Linked DNA regions of Sus scrofa: region 2 is linked to region 1. The links are chromatin contacts, called in public promoter capture Hi-C maps. All regions are on one chromosome and are shown on one strand. The core of a region is the stretch at or near the end of the contact, and the rest is flanking DNA. Distances in the headings are between cores, read along the strand shown.

Region 1 (7,372 bases), core at 1,309-3,808:
GCTGGGGGGCCATCAGGTGTAGGTACATATCTGTCATATGTTCAACCAAGGCAGCACAGGGCAGGCGGGACAACTCCTCAGGAAGTGCCATGAGCAAGTCAAGGACCACAGCTGACTCTGGTGAGGGATGGAAAGGGGATGGGTGAGGGGAGGGTGGGGTTTGCCACCAGGAACTCCCACCCCCAGAGCCACCGGCCCTCCCTTCTCACCAGCTGCAGAAAGCTCTGGGCCGTGGCAGCTGCGGGAGATGGATGACAGGTACTTGTAGATCTTCTCAAAGTCCACAGAAAACTCTCCCTCAGCAGATGGACCAGCCAGGGACTCAGAAGATGCCTCAGGGGCAGGACCTTGCACCTTGGGGGCAGGGCCAGGAGCCTCAGGGCCCTTGTCCTCCTGCCCTCCAGGAGCACTGAGGAGCAGTTGCTTTCCTCGAGCCTGGGTGGGCTTGGGGGGCTTGGAGTGCAGGAGGCTGATGGGCTCCGTGGCTGCAATGGTGAGCACCTGGCAGGTAGAGAGATCAGGGAGGGAAAGACAGAGGTCTTCTCATGGGCCACTCCCCTGCCATTCAGGAGACTATGCCTTCCACCTCCAAATCCTCCCTGCCACCCCAAGAACAGGGTGGAGATGGCCTCAGAAGTGGAGACACTGAAGCTAGGGTGGCAAGAGGAAGGGACCCAGATCCAGCTTAATTAGACTCATATATATGATCCTGTCCCCCCCAGGGACCCCCATATCCTGCCTGGGGAATGGCAGTACCTGTGAGAAAGCCACAGTCAGGGATTCTTCCAGCGGGCCTGTTACCTTTTCAGCCAGATCCATCCATACCTGGGTGGAGCAACCAGAAGGTACACGGTCAGCCTAGGGATCCACCCTCAGGAGTTCCCCAAGCCTTACTCCTCCTGGGGCTCCCCTGAACAGCTTATCCCTCCCCCAACCCCACCTCATTCCCCAGGAGCTGGCTCTGGGGAGCCTGACCCTGCCTCACCTCGATGGGGGCTGGGGGCTGTGCTTCCTGGCGTCTTAGACCTTGTGGGCCACCAGGATACATCCTCTGAATGGCTTCCCGGGCCACTCGGCGCTTGAGCTGCCGCAGAAAGTCCTGGACCTGGAGAAGTGAGAGGAGGAGACCAAATGGATTTTAAGTCCAGGGCTTAAGCAGTCCACTGCCTACTCTCTGGCCTCCCGCTAGCCCGGGGTTGAGTCACAGTGACCCTTAAGGGTCTCGGGCCAAGGCCCCAGGTGTGATCCGTTACCTGACAAAGATGCAAGGCCAGTTCTGGCTCCTCCCTTTGGCAGGGCCCAAGCCCGTGCTAAGTACTACCCTAGTCACCTCCCAACTTCGTCCACTCTGCCCCATTCCCCGACTCATTTCAACCTCATTCCCGCCCAGGTGCTGGCTGCAATTTCCTTCCAGTCCCGGGCGGAGACCGGGTCTTACTCAGAGTTCGCCCCGCCCCCTCAGCCTTCCAGGGCACTGCCTCCTCCTAGCCCCGCCCCAAGACGCGCCATGCCCCGCCCCCACCCCGCCCTCAGCTTCTCGCAGGGACACACTGCCTAGCCTCGCACCAGTCCCGCCTCCTCCAGCGTTCTTCCGGTTCCTCAGCCTCGCCCCCGCCCTAAGCCTCACCCTCCACCCGCCCACTACCAGGACCCGCCCCGCCGCCAGTCCTGGACGCATCCTAGTCCCGCCTCCAGCCTCGCTCCCGTCTCCGGACCCCTCTTACCTCCGCATCACTTCTGCCCGACAGTTCCCGGGCCAGCTCGGCGGCGTCCGGCTCCGGCTGGCCCCGTCGCGCCTGCAGCAGTCGTAAAAGCTGCCGCTTCTCGCGGGCGCTCCAGGCCGCGGGCCGGGTCACCTCTCCCAGATAGCGCGCTGGGGCGGCTCGCCGCCGCTGAGGAGGCTTCATGCCGGTGCGGCGCGGGAGGGCGGTGTTGCAGCTGAGCCGTTTCCGTGGTGGGCGGGGTTACGGCGGCCGGTGGAGCCAAAAAGGCCCGCGCGGAGGCAGAAAGGGACGGGGGCGTGGCTCTGCGTTTGCAATCGGAAGCGAACTGCCATCCTGGGAAAAAATGGAAGGAGTGGTATCTGAGGCGGGAGCGGAAAAGACCCCCCCACACACACACACGCATTCTATCTCTTTTGTGAACTGGAGCCGACACCTTAGATCTCGTGCCTTCTCTCCAGTCCAGGACTAAGTCTTGGGAAACTCGCAGAGGGGTGGGCCCTGGCCAGAAAGCAACTATCCAGTCGTAGCCAAGAGCCTGGGTTGTGGGGTCGGCTAGCCCCGACTGGTGAGCAAGTGACTTGGCCGTGCCTAGCCTCAATTTCCTCAACCGTAAAATGGAGTTAATAGTCCTGCCCTTCTGTGCGGGGAGGAAGGAGCTCTGGCAGGAGGGATTTGAGGACCTTTAGGCTAGAGGGAGAGGGGGCTGGGGTAGACCTGAGCTTGTGGCTTAAGCGACGGCAGGATCTGGGCGGTGGGAGTGGAGCGCGAATAAGTTCCCTCTTTGAGAAGGCAGGTGGGCCGGTGTAGGGGTGGAGGAAGGAGAGGAGGCTTATTTAAAATTTAAGGGAGTTCCCGTTGTGGCGCAGCGGAAATGAATCCGACTAGTATCCTTGAGGATGCGGGTTGGATCCCTGGCCTCGCTCAGTGATTCGCGGATCTGGCATTTGCTGTGAGCTATGGTGTAGGTCGCAGACACGGCTTGGTTTCCCCGTTGCTGTGGCTGTGGAGTAGGCAGGCAGCTACAGCTCCGATTCGACCCCTAGCCTGGGAACTTCCATATGCCCCGGGTGCGACCCTAAAAAGCAAAATAAATAATTAAAATAAAATTTAAGCTGCTAGGGTTGGGTATCCTTTCTTTTATATGGAACAAAATGCCCTTGGGTCTCCTCTGGCACGTATTTGTATGCGTTTGAGCTCCGCCCCAAAGCCCCACCCCTCCAGTCTGGACCTCTCCCAACCCTGATTCCCCACCCACGAGCTAAGCGCCTACGCCAACTTCAGAACTCTGCAGTTCAGGCCACGTGTTTATTTTGAATCCAGGTGGGAGGATGGGAGGAGGAACGAGAGGAGGCGGGGCGCAGGGATTGTGGTCCCTTCGAATCCGAAGTCCTGGCGGGCGTGGTCTGAGGCCGTGGTTGGTATGTCTCCGGACCCTGTTGGGGGCGCGCCATCTCTGGGGAAGGGCGACTCGGGTTGAGCGGGGAGTAGGACACAGAGGCGGGTCACCCCCTTTCCAGCCGATCATTGGCCGCCCCATCAGTCTGTGTGCTGGGGTGAGGGTGAGTGCTAGGTCTGAAACCCAAATTTCTTTGCCTAGTGCCTGCCTGAGATGTTGAGGTCCTTTCCTGCGACGCTGAGCCTGCAATCCGCCGCGGGCCACCGAGTTCAAATCTCATCTTCACCAAATTTTGTGACCTTGGCAAGTCAGAGAGTGCCTCATTTTTCGTATCTCCATTATGGGGAGTATAAAAGTATCTACCATGTTACAGGGATTAACATGCGTAAAAAACTTGGAATTCTGCCTGGCAGAGAGAACGCGCTGTATAAGAGTCATTATCACCTCCCTCCTCCAGCTGTCCTACCGGCCCCACTTGACATTCCCCCTCATCTCTGCCCCCAACTCTTACCTGCCTTACTGGGGCCTTCAGGGCTGGGGGCCGCCCGGCGAGGTTCTTGGAGGCGGGCCAGGGGGTGGGGGCGCTGGAGAGGAAAGACAAGCTGAGGGGTTGGGTAAGGGCCTGGGCAAGGGCGCCCCCTGGGGGATTCTGCGGGCGTAGCGGAGGCATGGTCAGGCCCTTGCAGGCTGGGATCAAAGCGACCTGGGGACAGGACGCGCCAGAATAGGCTGGGGGCCAGGTAGAGATCCTGGGGGGGTCGGGGGTCGGGGCGGAGGCTGGTACCTGAGTGCGCGCAGACGAGGCCGAGCCCGGCAGCCAGAGCGGCGCCCAGCACGAAGGCGGCCAACACAAGTGCCACCACCGGCGCGGGCTCCAGGGCTCCTGGAGCTGGCGCGGGAGGCTCGGGGCGCGCCTCTCTGCCGGGGACGCCCTTGGGTGGCCCTGTGAGGAGTACAGTGCTGAGACTGGGTTTAGGCCTCGGATGTCCTCCCCACCCCAGTTCCCGACCTCAGGGACCCCCGCGCAGGACTACTGCACGCTCACTGGGGGGCAGCCGCGGCACAGTGACCACGATGGGCTGCGTCAGCGTGTGCAGGTGGGAGCCGTCAGCACCCAGACTCTCAGCGCTGCCACTGCCGGCGCCCGCGCACGCCTCATCCTGAGGCAGACACTAGGAGGAGAGGAGGCAAGAAACGGGGGCGTCAGGGCCCCGGCTCGAGGGGCTGGTCCCCAGGGCTCCCAAAAGATCTAAGCGTCCAGCACTCTGTTCCAACCACGAGTCGCACCACTAGACCCTCGGAAATCCCGCCCCTTCGGGCGTCCCTGTGCCCAACCCTAGCCTGAGACCCAGTGTCTACTCCCAGTTTTGAAGTACCCCTGCCCCCCCGGTCCCAAAGCCCCCAGTCTCCCAGATCCCCAGACCCTAAGAGTCTTCTCAGATGCCAGAGGCGCTTGTGTCCAGCCCGGACAGGCCTGGGCACCCAGACTGCCGGCCCTGCCCCCGCGCACCGGCGACGGAGGCGGCAACGTCAGAGGGGCAGGCGTCCGGCGGGCTTCCCGGAGGCGGCGGCAGCGGCTCAGCTGACAGTGCAGGAACTGCACAGAGGCGTTGAAGACCGGGCGCAGGCGGAAACTGAAGCGCGCGGGGCGGGCGGCACCCGGGAACCGCCGCGGTGGCGGGAAGGTGACGGAGGAATCGGCTGGGCAGCCCCCGCGCAGCAGCGCCAAGGCGGGGCCCGGGGCCGGGCGTGAGGACGGAGTCACTGAGCAGCGGTGCAGGGTCAGGCCCCAGCGCGGGGAGGGACGTGCCAGGGCGGCCTGAAGGGCGGGGTCGCGGTGAGGATCGGCAGCCCCCACCGGCCCCCACCCGGCCTCGGTGTGTCCCGCGTCCGCACCTGCACATACACGCGGCTGTTGGCCGGGACCTCGAGCGGCCCAGCGCGGCGCAGGAAGGCGTCCTCCGCGTCCGACAGCTCCAGACTGAAGAGGGGTCGGCGCAGCCAGGGCCCAGGTGCCGCGGGAAACGGGGGCGCTGGCGGGGGGAAAGGGTGGCACAGAAGAGGGAAAGAACGCGCTTCCTCTTAGGCCCCCCTGCGAGTAAGCCAACCTCCTCGCCTCCACCTCCTTCTTTGGAAACTGGATGCAGGCGCGGTGGAGGATTCACCCATGCTCGGCTTGGCGCCTCGCACCGCCAGCCGAAAAGCTTCTGTATCCTCTGAAGACCCTGGGGACTTCACAGCCCAGCCCCTGAACCTGGGGAAAAGCTGCGCTTTCTAGGGGAGACCTCCATTTCCCCACCTGCAGTGAGCGAGAAGGAACCCCTGGTGGGGAAGGGAGTGAGGGTTGCTTGTTGGTGGAGGGTCCCCTTGCTTGAGGCCAGAGGATTCAGGGCCCACCTGGGGGTAGGGTGCAGGCCCCATTCTTTCCTTTCTAAGGGGAGGGGAGAACAGCAAGGCGCTCTCCCCCCAACCTCTGCCACCAGGTTCCTCATCCCCAGGCCAAGGGCAGTGGCACTCTGCTGGGGTCTCTGTCAGATGATGTCCTCCAGCATTCGACAGACTGCTCCCCTCCTGCAGCCCTTGGCCTCACTGTGGCTGCTGGGGACTTTGAAGAAGCTGGGGATCCAAGAGAACCTGGAAAACGGGGGATGGGGCAGACCCTACCTCCCACCCATCCCTGCTCCCCCAGGTGGGGTGGACCTCCAAGAGGTGACACAGTAAAAGGGCAACACAGGAACAGGGCTGTGCCGGGGCATGTCCCCTCACCTGTACATACCAGGTGGCTCGCTGGGCAAGGTGGCTGTCCCTGGGAGCAGGGCCAACAGCAGGAGCATGGCGCGCAGCATGCTGGACTGAGGCAAGGGCATGCAGGGCTGGCGGCAGAGGTGCCTGTCAGGCAGCACCCAGGCCCTGCCTGTCCTTCGCTGGGTGGCCTCTTTGGGAGGCGGGGAGTGGGGGCGGCAGGCTGCTGGGCCGACATCAGAGCTGGTGCCCAAGGCCTACTGGGATTAAGGGCTATCCTGCCGGACCTGTGGCTGTCCGGTTAGGTAGGGGGAGGTTTCTCACACCGGCAATGGGGCAAGTCACTACAAACACCAGTCCCCCAGCAGCTCCCCCCATCTCCCCTTGATGCAGAGGCCTCATCCACCGGAATGGCCCACTCCCCCAGACCCCACACCCAAGGTCAAGGCTCACAATCCCTTCCCACTGCCAGGTCTTGCCAGGCTCAAGACACACCACAGACTCAGTGGATGAAAAGGGAGGGATTTTATTCTCAAGCATCTAAGGATTTACAAACAAGGGCATTTCATTTTAAAAAGGAATGGGGGCAATACTGGTGGCCTGAGAAGGGGTCATGGACCTGTGGGCTGGGCCAGGCCACGCCAGGCCCCTTACTGCCCGCTCTGCCCTCTGCCTGGTCCAGAGGGATGGCTGGTGACTGGTGACTTGGGGTAGGGGTGGGACATGGGAGAGGCAGGTGGGGAGAGGCTCCCACTTAACACTGAAGGGTGGGGGCGGGGGGACGGGTGGACACACACAAAACAGAAAATCAAGTTAAATAAAAAATAAACCCAGGCAGCTGGCCTTGGGCCTGCGCAGGCCCTGGGGCCAGCCACGCGACCTTCCCAGCCATCCACAAAGGCCCCCGGGGCTGGGCCTGGCCTGGCAAGGGAGAGCAGGGGCCAGGCCTGTTGGCCCCTCACCCTGCCCCCTCCCCTCACAAAAGGGACTGGAGAGAGAGAGAAGGTGGCCACCCCCCCCGGGGGGGGGGGCGGCGCAGGGGCAGAGAGAAGATGACTGCGAGTACTTTTTAAACATGCGGCATTTGTGACTATCCTAGTAGTAACTCGAGTCATGGGACAAATGGAGGGTCCAGTGATGCCTAGTCTAGATTGCTTCAGCTACAACCAGCGAGGTTCCTCACCTTTGGCGTTGGTTGGTTTTTATGGTTTTTTTTTTTTTTTTTTTTTTTTTTTGCTATTTTGTTTCGTTGTCCACTTGATTTGCATGCATCACCAACAAAAAGGAAACACACCCCCTCCCGCTCGCTCTGGCTGCTGCGCAGAACCCCGGGGATGCTGGGGCCCGGGGCCTCAGGGTGGGCTGGGGACTGGCCAGCTCTGGGTGAGTCGAGGGGCGCTCAGGGCCACTGCAAGGGCGTGACCACCTCCACACGCCCAGCCCTCGGCCTGCCCCACCTCTGTCCCTGTCACACATTCTCAAACCCATACATCCACTCCCTGCACCCTCA
Region 2 (7,372 bases), core at 3,289-5,788, 1.4 Mb after region 1:
TGGCATCGGTGACCAGGCTCCTACTTTTGGCAGAGGTTTTCATTAGCCTGGCCTTTGCCCTCTGAGCTCCCAGGCCAGGAGAGGTAGCCCAGTATTTACCCTTTACCTTCATCACCATGAACCAGGACAGGGTTGCTTCGTGGATTCAGTGGAGGTGTGAACAGAGGGCAGGGCCCCACCCAGCCCCTCCCAGCCCTCCCCACCACCTCCTGCCAGGTGACCTTTGTCTGATTCCTTTACTGGGCCTGGAGGCATTTCTACTGGCAAGTCCCAGCAGAGCCCAGAGGCCCCCAGCCTGCTGCAGTTTCTCTTTCCCTGCTCAGCCCTCCCCAAACACTCCAGTTGTGGCTGTTCAGGTGCCCGGGTGGATGACTTTTCATGAAGTCATCGCCGTCTGTCCCGCTGGCTCCTCCTCCATTGCTTAGCTCCCAGTGTCCCCACTGCAGGGGCCACCCCACCTGGACCACCCAAACTGATGTGGCCCACTGGTGCCTCTCCAGGATGTCATTTTGTTTTTTGTTCTTTTTTTTTTCTGGCCCCGCCCACAGCATGCAGAAGTTCCTGGGCCAGGGATCAAACCCACACCACAGCAGTGACAATACTGGATCCTTTAACTGCTAGGCCACTGGGAAACTCCCTTTATGTTCTTCACGGCCCTTACCACCACCAGAAATTTTTTTTTGCCTTTTTTTTTTTTTTTTTTGCTTTTTAGGGCCACACCCATGGCATAGGGAAGTTCCCAGGATAGGGGCTGAATAGGAGCTGCACCTGGTGGCCTACGCCCCAGCCACAGCAACACCAGATCCAAGCCGCATCTTCAACTTACACCACAGCTCACAGCAACAATGGATCCTTAACCCACTGAGCAAGGCCAGGGATTGAACCTACATCCTCATGGATACTAGTCAGGTTCCTTTCCACTGCGCCACAATGGGAACTCGTCTGTTTTTTTTTTTTTTTTTCTTCTTTCTTTTTGTTCCCCCAACTGCCCCATGGCATATGAAGTTCCTAGGCCAGGGATCAGATCTGAGCTGCAGTTGGGACCTATACAGCAGCTGTGGCAATGCTGGATCCTTAACCCACTGTGCTAGGCTGGGGATCGAATCTGTATCACAGCTTTGCAGAGATGCGCCTTTTCTGTTGTGCCACAGTGGTAACTCCTGTTTTGTTTTGAACAGAACTTGTTGATGGTGCCTGTCTGTCGAGCCCTAAGAGCAGGGACCCCATGTGTTATGGTATAGTCCCAAGGATGTAGCTCATCCTCAAGAGCTATTTCAGGGACAGAAGTTCAAATAAACAGATGAACGAAGAGCTATATTCCAGCTTTACGGTGATGCTAAACCCACCCACCAAGCAGTGGGCAAATTGTCTACAAAGTGCAGGGAAATGTTAAAATGACTTTGTCCCTGCCCTTGGAGAGCACACCAGCTCTTTACCCAGGTTCTAGAGGCTTCCAACAATCTCCTGGATGTCAAATTCCATTTCCTGGTCTCAATTCCTCTTGCCTCTTCTGATCTCCACTGCAGGTGGGGAGGAGGCCCATGCCCTCGCATGCTTTGGGGTCACTCATAATGCACTCAAACTCCTTGGCCTGCTTCAGTTCCCCAGGGAAAGCTGTCAATGAGGGGAGCCCCAGCTCTTGGGACAGGACAGCACGTGGTCACTGATCATATAGAGGATGACGCCCTGGGGAGAGAAGGGGTGGCTGTGTTCAGGGCCCAGGGCCCCTCACCTGTGAGGTCACCTTGACAAGTTCTGGTGAATTTGGGGGGAATGCCAGCCTGCCTGGCACCCTAGATTCGGAGTCTGCACTAATGTGGTGGGGCCTCTGGGAAGCACTTCTGAGAACTGGGCTCATTTGCTCATCACTACTGTGAGGTAGTGGAGTAACTTCCATTTTACAGGAGGAAAGGGGGCCAGAGGTGACCACTGATACATATGCCCTGGGTCTGAAAGGGAATAAATATTAGCCAAGTGTGGGTGCTTCTTAAAGGGCCAGGCACTCTGCCAGGCACTTTATAGGAATGATGTCATCCAACCTGCAGCACAGCCCTGCAGCATAGGCCTTTGCTGTGGGTCCAGCTGCTCTCCTATTTTACAGTTGAGGACACAGAGGCTCAGGGCAGTAAAGCAGCAGCCAGTGGCCATGGCCTGCAGGGCCTCTCGGCTTCCACACGGCCTTCCTGGGAAGTTCCTCCCTATGCACCCCCTTCATCTCTCTGCCCCTACCTCCCCGAATCCAACCCCCCACCTCCTCGTGCCCATGAGCTCTCACCATGGGCACCAGGAGTCCCTGCAGCATGATGTCTCGGATCTTCTGGCCCCATCCGGTGCCCTGTTGGGCCTCCTGCCCCAGCAGCTGGCCCAGCCCCATATGGCAGAAGCCATACTTCGTTGCCGTGTTCTTGCACTGTGTCCCTTTGCTACAGCCTGGGCCACCATGAAGATGATCAGGGGGGACTTGAGGATGTCTCTGGTGCCCAGGGAGGAGGGAGTAGGGTTGGTGCCTGGTAGGGGCCGACAGGCACCAAGGTGATTGTAGGCACAGCTTGACAACATGGGACACACAAATGCTGGTGGACTCGTTTTTGCCCTAGGGTGGCATCTACAGGTGCATTTCCACATCTAGCGGCATATCCAGGTAGGGCATGCATTAGTGTTGCTGTGGGTTGTGTGGATAAGGATGTGAATCCGAACAGGCCAGGCCCTTTGCATGCAGCACCTTCTTGAAAGCATCACAATAACCCCATCACCCCATTTTACAGTTGAGGAAACTGAGATGCACAGAGGGGCAAGGACTGGCCCATCCCTCCAGTGTCATTCCATACCATCTTCCCCTTCCTTTACAGTATTTCAGCCTCAGTGGCCTCCCTTCTGTCCCTGGAACTCATTCCTCCCATGATGTTCCTCCCCATTCCCCCCTCCCTGGAAGTCCCTCCTTCAGGTCACAGCTCACCCATCAGGTCTTCTATATGCTCTGTCTAAAGAGCCTCCCATTCCATTATTCCCAGTCTTGGAATCCCATTCCCTCCAGCAATGCCCCGATCAGTAATGATTTTGCCTGTTTACTTGCTCTTGTCTCCCCAGCCAGATCGCTGTATTCCATACTCCATGAGGACAAGGACTATTTGTCTTTCTCATCCCATCTCTATATTTCTTGTCTTTTCTTTTTTTTTAGGGTTGCACCGGGGGCATGTGGAGGTTCCCAGGCAAGGGGTCCAATCGGAGCTACTGCTGCTGGTCTACGCTACAGGTACAGCAACGTCAGATCTGAGCTGAGCCTGAGACCTACACCACAGCTCACAGCAACGCCAGATCCTTAACCCACTGAGCAAGGCCAGGGATCAAACCCACAACCTCATGGTTCCTAGTCGGATTTGTTTCTGGTGCACCACGATGGAACTCCCCGTCTCTATATTTCTAAGTAGTTGGTGTGGTTTCTGACGTATGGTATTGGGTAAGGAATAAATGAAAGTCCATAACTATCAGACCCACCCATGGAGTGCTGTAGTTTATGGTGCAGTTTTGGTGTCTTTGCTTAGCCAACTCCTAGTTTAAAACGTCCCTCTTGGAGTTCCCGTCGTGGCTCAGTGGTTAACGAATCCAACTAGGAACCATGAGGTTTCGGGTTCGATCCCTGGCCTTGCTCAGTGGGTTAAGGATCCGGTGTTTCCATGAGCTGTGGTGTAGGTCACAGATGCGGCTCGGATCCCGCGTTGCTGTGGCTGTGGCGTAGGCCGGCGGCTACAGCTCCGATTGGACCCCTAGCCTAGGAACCTCCATATGCCGCGGGTGCGGCCCTGGAAAAAGACAAAAAGAAAAAAAAAGTCCCTCCTCCCTGAGCCACCTGCTCTTTCCCCGTAGCAGCCCTGTTCTTCCTGGCTTGTAGGTATCATTTTCCGAGACTGTATAATCCACCACAACCTCCAAGAGGACAGGAGATGGTTTGTCATATTCACCATGAACTGCCCAGAACCCAGCCAGCAGGTGCTGAAAGTGGATGGAAGAATGGCTGGTCCCGAGCATGCGAGCATGCGCAGTTGTGTTACTACATGGTGGGGGAGGGGTGTGTGCACACCTGGAATTGGACAGGGAGGGTACTCGTACCTCTCGTACCTCTCTCCTGCCCTCCATAGCCTCCTTCCCTTCCATCCAGTTAGCCAGCCACCTCCGCGATGTTACCCTTCTGGGGCCTCAGGGCCCTGGCCATCTGTGCAGCTTGAACTTGCACAGACCCACTCCGCCAGCGGCCGGTGGGGTGATCCCCACCCAGGCCTTGACCCCTCCTGGCTCGGTTCCAACGTCACAAGGGCTCCTGGCCCGATCACTTGACGAGATTATGGTTTCCCTCCTGGGGCTTAGGGAAAAAATGAACACCAAAGAGACTCAGGTGGAGCCGCAGTGTTTCCGTGCGAAGGAGGTCTCAGGCACCATGGTAACGCGGCCTCCTCGGACTCACTTCCGGAGTGGAGTAGCGCATGCGCAAGGCTTCTGGGCGGCCAGGAAAAAGGCTTGTTTCTCCACCCCTTCCCAAGATGCCCCGCGGTCCTTAATTGGGACGTCACGAGCGGGGTGTTACTATACAGCGTGATTGAGTTATCCGCACTATATATTGCAGTCAGCTGGTGCAGGAGCAGTAGTAGGTGTTGCTTTTAAGTCAGATTCGGAGCCTGTGACGCGGCCCACGGGAGAGTTTCGCTTCCGGTTTAAGTGGCTGCGCAGGCGCAGACGTGGCACGAGAGGCCTCAGAGGCTGACCGCTGTTCCAGCGCCACCCCCGGATAGTTTTTCCTAGGATTGGCGGCTCGGGGTTCTCGATCAGGGACCAGAGAGCCGAAACCTCGAGGGCGGCTTCCGCGGGACCTAGAGACCCTCATCCCGGGGGAGTCGAAAAGGACGAGGATCCGACCAGATTTCTACCATTGCGCATCGCCCATGGCGGCCCTCGTAAGTGTAAGGCGAGGGGTTTCCGGGGTCCTGGCTGCAGCCTTTATACTCCCTCACTCACTGCACTGCTTTCTCTCCCCTCAGGGCCCCTGCAGCCAGAATGTCACTGAATATGTTGTCCGAGTTCCCAAGTAAGTCCCAGACCCCAGTTCCCCGTCTCCTCCCAAAAGGGACTAAGCCTTCAGGCACCTCCTGATTCTCCTTCCAGACCGGTAGCAATCTAAGGGCAGGGCTGAGGTTGAGCCGAGGTGTCTGGGGCATCACTGTTTTTTGAAGAGAGTGAATGAATGAACGAATGGGTGCATTATTAATACACAGTATGGGGAGTTCCGTGTGGCTTAGAGGTAAGAAACCCAGCTAATATCCATGAGGATGCGGGTTCAATCCCTGGCCTCACTCAGTGGTTTAAGGATCCAGTGTTGCTGTGGCTGTGGTGTAGGCTGGCAGCTGCAGCTCCGTTTAGACCCTAGGAACTTCTGTATGTGGCCGGTTTGGCCCTTTTAAAAAGCAAAAAACAAAACAAAAACAGTGCCGGTATGATGCAGCCCCCCTACCTAGCATTCCCTCTGCCACTGCCCACTGTGACTGCTGGGTGGATTCTTGTTGATCCTGGAAATCCTAGTTCCACTATATTCCCTATCTGCCACCTCACCCCCCTTGCCTAGGGCTGAGTTCCCAGTTAGCGCCAGATCTTGGGTTCCTAGAAATCTTTGTCCGTTTTTCTGAATGGAGTTGAGAATATGGATCCCACTTTGCCAACAGACTGGGAACCTCTGAGGTCTTTTATGGGTCCCCAGCATTGCCTGACACAAAGGGCTGAGCCAGGGAGGGTTTACTGAATGAATGACTGAGCACTGCCTCTTCATGTCCATTCCAGAAATACCACCAAAAAATATAATATCATGGCCTTCAATGCAGCTGATAAAGTCAATCTTGCTACTTGGAATCAGGTATGTTGAGGTTCGGAGGGGGTGAGAGAACCCAATCATGGACTTTGTGGTTGTTATAGTTGTTTAGTTGTGATAGTAACCAAGGCTTAGCTTCCTCAGCTCTTCACCATGGAGATAAGTGATGACTAAGGCCGAGGCCAAGTTGCTGAGCATGCCTGAGGGGTAAATGCAGGAGGTTTTCTCCTGAAAGGAGCTGTGCCTACCAGTGGGCATCTTGGGCCTGGATTTATCTGGGCAAGGGAGGGGGCTGCCTCCTACAGATGCTCTAAGAGCCCCCATTGTCAGAGGCTCTAGCAAGGGCTTTGGGAGCTGTCTTAGCTCATTCAGGAGGCTATAGCAGAATACCAGAGACTGTGGTTTCTCAACAGTAGAAATTTATTTCTCACAGTTCTGGAGGCTAGAAGTCTAAGATAAGGGACCAATAGGTTTGGTGTCTGGTGGGGCTCTGCTTCCTGGTTCACACCTGGCTCATTTCACTGTGTCCTTGCTTGGTAGAAGGGGGAAGGAGCTCTCTGGGATCCTTTTTTTTTTTTTTTTTTTTTCCGTGGCATGCAGAATTTGTCAGGCCAAAGATCAAACCCGAGCACCAGCAGTGACCTGTGCCACTGCAGTGACAACGCTAGATCCTTAACCTGCTGCACCACAAGGGAACTCCTCTGGGGTCCTTTTTTTTTTTTTTTTTTTTTTGGTCTTTTTAGGGCCGCAACCACGGCATATGGAGGTTCCCAGGCTAAGGGTCAAATCAGAACTGTAGCCACCAGCCTACACCAGAACCACAGCCACAGCAATGCCAGAACCGAGCCATGTCTGCAACCTACACCACAGCTCATGGCAACGCCGGATCCTTAACCCATTGAGTGAAGCCAGGGATCAAACCCGCAACATCATGGTTCCTAGTCAGATTTGTTTCCACTGCACCATGACAGGAACTCCTGGGATCCTTTTTAAGGGCGCTCATCCCATTCATAAGGCTCCAACCTCATAACCTAATCACTGGCAGGACCCGTCCTAAATATCATCACACTGGAAATTAGGTTTTAACATATGCATCTTGGGGGGACGCAGACATCCATCCATAACAGCAGCCATTAAAGGTTAAACAGAGAAATTGTAAAGTGAACTGGCCACTGAAGGGTCAAAGGCAGGTGAAAGGAGAACAGGGGAGAACAGGGGGAGGTGAGCCTTGATGGGGCTTGGAGCAAACAGCTTATGAGAAGTGGCTGGATTCTGACTTTTCTTTTTAAAAATTCTTTTTCTTACTTTCTTTTTTGCTGCCTCATGGCACATGGAGTTCCCTGGTCAGGGATCAAATCCCAGCCGCAGTGTGCAGCTGTGGCAACGCTGGATCCTTAACTCACTGTTCTGGTGAACCTGTGTACTGGTGCTGCAGAAACAGCATGGATCCCACAGCTCCATAGCAGAAACTCCTCTTTCCTTTTTTTTTTTTTTTTTTTTTTTTTAAACTTTACATTACGA

Evidence for each region. Promoter capture Hi-C pulls out the DNA fragments that hold promoters and counts their contacts.
Region 2: a promoter capture Hi-C map of liver shows a contact between it and region 1, with 5 times the contacts expected there. The contact joins the promoter of GTF2F1 here to the promoter of SNAPC2 in region 1. A contact is called at or near these places in 1 of 5 promoter capture datasets (liver) and 1 of 47 Hi-C or Micro-C datasets (embryonic fibroblasts).

What each region holds. Positions count from the first base shown.
Region 1 is chr2:71,291,950-71,299,321 of Sscrofa11.1, forward strand. SNAPC2 (snRNA-activating protein complex subunit 2) reads right to left here and starts at 2,559. Exons shown (of 5, transcript XM_003123198.4): 1 at 1,725-2,559; 2 at 986-1,105; 3 at 757-825; 4 at 210-501; 5 at 1-117. The coding sequence starts at 1,907. It overlaps TGFBR3L (transforming growth factor-beta receptor type 3-like protein), which reads right to left and starts at 6,223. Exons shown (of 7, transcript XM_021083896.1): 1 at 5,887-6,223; 2 at 5,017-5,153; 3 at 4,631-4,939; 4 at 4,166-4,292; 5 at 3,905-4,063; 6 at 3,632-3,704; 7 at 3,011-3,419. The coding sequence starts at 6,100. The coding sequence ends at 3,649. It overlaps LOC110259350 (a long non-coding RNA gene), which reads left to right and starts at 3,002. Exons shown (of 2, transcript XR_002341675.1): 1 at 3,002-3,142; 2 at 3,322-3,539. MAP2K7 (dual specificity mitogen-activated protein kinase kinase 7) reads right to left here. Exons shown (of 11, transcript XM_003123197.5): 11 at 7,071-7,372.
Region 2 is chr2:72,683,074-72,690,445 of Sscrofa11.1, forward strand. GTF2F1 (general transcription factor IIF subunit 1) reads left to right here and starts at 4,539. Exons shown (of 12, transcript XR_301807.3): 1 at 4,539-4,946; 2 at 5,031-5,077; 3 at 5,824-5,896.